Linked DNA regions of Pan troglodytes: region 2 is linked to region 1. The links are chromatin contacts, called in public HiChIP or PLAC-seq maps. All regions are on one chromosome and are shown on one strand. The core of a region is the stretch at or near the end of the contact, and the rest is flanking DNA. Distances in the headings are between cores, read along the strand shown.

What was found. HiChIP or PLAC-seq counts read pairs in DNA pulled down with a chosen protein or histone mark.
Region 2: a contact with region 1 is called in an H3K4me3 HiChIP or PLAC-seq map of stem cell-derived excitatory neurons, with 6 times the contacts expected there. The contact joins the promoter of KITLG here to the promoter of TMTC3 in region 1. A contact is called at or near these places in 2 of 7 Hi-C or Micro-C datasets (blood and stem cell-derived neural progenitor cells) and 1 of 1 datasets of contacts at active chromatin or transcription factors (stem cell-derived excitatory neurons).

What each region holds. Positions count from the first base shown.
Region 1 is chr10:94,969,683-94,972,188 of NHGRI_mPanTro3-v2.0_pri, forward strand. It overlaps TMTC3 (transmembrane O-mannosyltransferase targeting cadherins 3), which reads left to right and starts at 1,256. Exons shown (of 15, transcript XM_063785961.1): 1 at 1,256-1,465. CEP290 (centrosomal protein 290) reads right to left here and starts at 1,181. Exons shown (of 54, transcript XM_063785958.1): 1 at 879-1,181; 2 at 185-313; 3 at 1-12. The coding sequence starts at 286.
Region 2 is chr10:95,412,786-95,415,291 of NHGRI_mPanTro3-v2.0_pri, forward strand. KITLG (KIT ligand) reads right to left here and starts at 1,253. Exons shown (of 9, transcript XM_003313839.7): 1 at 728-1,253. The coding sequence starts at 742.

The DNA of each region.
Region 1 (2,506 bases), core at 6-2,505:
ATTTACTTCCACCTAAGTAAACAGAAAAGCAACTGTTTTATATTTTATAACCTTCAAGCAAAATATAAGAACTCTTCCAGATTGTGACAATTATAGTTGTCCCTGAAAAAAATAAATTCATATTTTATTAATAAATTAATCATAAGTTAATGTATATATCTATTATTATTGACCAATTAAGCACCTTGGATAAGGAAATCAATAAATTATCTGCCAGTTCTTCTTGACGGGGCAGGTCATCTGGGTCAACTTTCATTATTTCTTTCCAGTTTATATTAGGTGGCATCTTGAATTCTTTCACTGTGCTCCACCTCTGTAACAAAACAGGTGGATATTAGCATTTTCAAGGTACACAGTATTATTGGTTTTCTAGCACCTTACTTTTTTGCAGATTATTTCATTATAACTTTCTGATGTTAGCAAAACAGACAATTGGGCCACAAAACAGACAAGTGGGCAAAATAGCCTTGATCAAAAATAGCAGTCGGCACAAACTGTCAGAGTGTACCGGCTAAATAAAATGTGACGGCTTCCTTGCTAACACTAATCTAAGTTAATACTTAAGATTTCTGGATCCCTTCCTCCACACCCCTACCCACAATGCGCGCGAACACCCTAATCCTGGCAAGCGCGAGGGTCTGTGGAAGGCCGACAATCATCCCTGATTTGGAGAAACAGAATTGGGGCTGAAAAAAAACGCAGAAATTAACAACTGGAATGAGTGAAGTTGTGCGGCGGAAACTGGAACCGAAGCAAGGCAGTATTACCGACCCGAGGCTGGAAGGGGCGGGGTAGCTACGCTGTGGCACACGGGCCCTCAGGCTAAAGAACCTGAGCGTGGAGTGACTCGCTAATCCTGCTTACAAGGATCCACCCACCTAGACCAAGCCTGGCAACCAGCGGAGGTCTCTCACTACCGCAACCACCAAGCTGGACCCCGCCGTGGGCCCTGACAGATCCCTATCGCGGTTCCACGCGGACTCTGGGTCCAGCCAAATGTCCCGAGCAAGCCAAAGCGGCAGCGGCTGCTAGGCGACACCATCCCCAACTCCGCCAAGGCCAGAATAAGATCCCGGATGCAAGGAGAGCCTACAGTTCACGACCGTGGGTGATGCTTTACGTTTAGATTCTCCGCCGGAGTCCCAGAGCTCGGTGTTCAGGATGATGAGAAGGCGTGGAACGAGGACTTCAAATCCCAGAGTGCAGTTCTGCCTGAGGCTTCTGCATGCTGGGAACTGAAGTCCCTGAGAAAAGAAGGTAAGGCGCTCCCGGCATGCAACGCGTAAGACTGCGACGGTACTGGGGCGGCGGGGAAGGACCGAGAGGCGGGAGGCGCAGCGGCTCAGGCGCCTACGAACTGGTGGCCTGAACGAGGTAGACCATGACTGTGGTTTCAGTGGCGTCACTCGCTGGGCCGCTCTTCCTGAGGTTTTCCTAAGCCATCCCCTGGAGGAACCGCTCCCAGGTGAGGTCGAGCTGTCGGTCAGCATATTGGGAGGAGTTGAGGGGAGCAGTCCTGGGTTAGAGAAGCTTCTGCTATTGGGGCCGTAGGGCCTGGTCCCATTCTGAAGAAGTGGGAACACCCTGCCTTCTCTTCAGGCGTTTGCAAGCGGCGTCCAGGGTAGTGCCTTCAGTAAGAAGGAGAAAACAAAAAGTTTTAGCCTTGTTTAGTATCAGAATCTGTCTTGGTAGTTAGAGTGAGAGCCGCGCAGCCGTGATCCTCGTTTGGGGGCGAGCGAAGAATTGACAAGAGGTCTCGGCATCCCGACCCCGCCCGCCTTACCTGTAGCACCATTCCCTTCGCGGATCGTGGGGCTTGATGGTTGTGGAGCTAGTATAAAGTCAAGGCTCTAGAGAGGAGAGGTTAGTACTTGTCCGGGCCACTGCCGGGGGTGGAGAGAGAAGGGACCCGAGGACTCACCTGTACTATTGTTGCCACTTGCTTGGTTACCTAGGGTGCCCTTCCATGAAAGCGCCTTCTCTGGTGTTTACCACTCTTACTCGTGCAAGTTTTGCTCATCCTGCTCATCTGCTCACAATCATGCTGGAGTATGATACATCTCTACGTAACTTTCCTAAGAAGCTGTAGACTTAAATCTAAATGACATTTCCAACTATCTGGACCAGTGCTTTGTCTTTTTTTTTTTTTTAAACGCTGCTTTAAAAAAAAAATTACTGTACTTGACAGTAAATTTTCCTTTCGAAAATAAGTAATGAGTTTCTTTTTAAACCCCCAATTTGGGTAAAATAAGTAGCTCAGTACAAAATAAAAAGATACTGATTTTGTGAGATGAATTTTAAAGACATTAGTTAGATTTATAGGAATGACAATTTTACTACTTTTCTGAAAGATTATATGCCAAATACTATTCATTATCTTGTTTATTCTTCCTTACAATCCAGTGAAATAGGTGCTTACATTGTCCTCATTTTCCATCTGAGTTAAGAAACTGAGGCTTGGAGAAGCTAAGTACTTTAACTTAAATAGTGTGATTGAACACAGATC
Region 2 (2,506 bases), core at 3-2,502, 440 kb after region 1:
GCACTGGGAATTATCTCAATCACTATCATTCAGAGGTGCCTATTTTATAAAAAGCCTTTATCCCTTTTGAAATGGAAAAAGGTGCATGCATCGTGGAGGTACCAGAGCTCTTTAGAGCCCACACAGAGCCGCAAACTAGGCAGACACCGCCGAGAGCCAAGTTTCCCGGGCAGGCGGGCAGGTTCCCGCCCCGCCGAGAGCTGCCGCTTAGGAGCTCCGCGTTGGCTTCGCTCCCGCGGCTGCACCCGCGTTCGCGCCGCTCCTGGTGCCCGGCGCCCACCTCGGGGCTACACAAATAAATCTGAGTGGGAAAGCTAGTGAGGGTGGCGCGTGGGGTGCTGTTTCATAATCTCCCGGAATCCACGGGAAAACCGTCTCCTATGCAAAGACATGCCTTCCCGTGATAACTTAACATTCCATGGCCCAAAAGCCAATCTTTCCACCAGACGGGAATTACGGTTTCCGACTGACAGCTCAAAACTTAACTGCTGAGGCTCCAAACTTGACACCGGCTCCCTCTCAGCACTCCCACTCCTTTTCTCCCTGGCTCACCCGGCTCGGCTCGGGATCACACACCACGCCGGCCTCCCCCGCATCCTCTTGGCTCACCCGGCAGGCACAGCCCTGCACTCCCCAGCTGCAAGTCCCAGGGAGCGCCGGCTTCCCCGGGGCACCGGGCGCGATTTTTCTTGGAGAGCCTGGGAGCTCCCGGGCGCGCCCTACTCACTTGTGTCTTCTTCATAAGGAAAGGCAGCGCTGCGATCCAGCACAAACAGTGGTGTGGCGACTCCGTTTAGCTGTTCTGGAGCTCCAGCATATTGCACGAACAGCGGCGGCAGATAGTCCACGCATTGGGTAGCCCGAGCGCAGCGCCCTCTCCACTGTCCCTGCTTCCCGCAGCGCTTCTAGTCTCGGCGCGAGGCGGCGAGCGAAGCCCGGCTGCTGAGCCGCCGGCGCTTTTATACAGTTCCCGCCCGCCTGCTCCGGACACGCCTCCTTCCCTTCCGGAGCCCGGGGTAGGCGAGAAGCAGGCAAGGGCGCGGAGGTTGTCCGCTCGCCTGGGGGCCCCGGACCTGCACTGGCGGGAGACCGCGAAGGCGCGGGGACGCAGAGGGCGAAGCTTGGTACCCTGCAGCTACTGCTCGCGAGGAGTCCCAGCTTACCCTCCCGGATCCACTGGGGCTCACCTGGCACCCCCGGGGACAGACGAAATACCTCGCGCGCCAGAGAGGGCTCGGAGCTCCCTCTGTTATACAAAGTCGGAGAGGGAGAGGAGTCCGGGAGGTTCGGAGCAAAGAATTCACCCTGCCTGCCTTAGAGAAATAAAGTTTAATTGCGATCTGTAGTTAGGCCATTGTCCTATCACCTCTATTTTTTTAAAAAAAACAATTACTTTAGTGAATGAATATTTAATAATTACAAGAATTGTTGACTCAAGCTTAAGTATTGCAAGGGGAGACGCTTCATTTGGAATGGTTTGTTACTGTGTCTTTAGAAATTAAGATTGAAAGAGAAGCGATAGATTATTAAACTACAGGTCGCCAACACAGCAAGGCTTTGAAAGTTGTACTTTTTTGAACGGAAAGATAATGCAACCACAATAATAATAGCTAACATCATTATGTGATGCACTTATTCATGTGCCAGGTGCCAGACTAAGAACTTCGCATAGATTATCTCATTAAATTCTTTCATCAAATCTATTAGTGTAGATCTTATTATTTTATTCCCATTTTATGGACGATGAAATACAAGGTTAATTTTCTTGACCAACCATATCTAGTAAATGGCAGAGCTCTAATTTAAACCTGGAGCTCCAGCTGTACAGTCTTAAAAAATACTTCAAATATTTTATTGATTCTCCAGAATGTGTCTGTTTTTGTTTGTATAACTGGAGAACATTCCAAAGCATTTCATTAATTTTTTAAAAGAAAATATTAGCTGAACATTAACATCAGTGATCTTTAAAAGAAAGAATAATGTATGAGTTTAGGAATTAGTTATTTTAATAATAGAGTAGGATTCCAAATTTGCTTTAATTAGTTCCGGTGCGTTTGTTAAACATGAATATGCCAAACCTGTAATCAGGGCGAAGCTTGTTTATTTCACTCCAGATGTGCTGACTTCTGTGATTTCCCCAAATGTGGGAAACTCGACTGCATAATTTAGTGGGGGACTGCGTTCTCACTTTCTCATGTTAGAAAAAATATGTATAGACAGCACATCAATCATGATTCCAAGTTGATAGTTGCTTAGAAAGATTTTTATACATTAGGTACTCTTAGTACAAATATATCGAACATCAAATATCAAAATGAGCTTAATTTGGATACTGGAGGCATAGCAAATGATTGTTTTTTTTTTTCTTCAAGATTTATTTTTATTTTTTATTTTTTAGATGGAATCTCGCTCTGTCTCCCAGGCTGAAGTGCAATGACGCAATCTCGGCTCAATGCAGCCTCCGCCTCCCAGGTTTAAGCGATTATCCCGCCTCAGTCTCACAAGT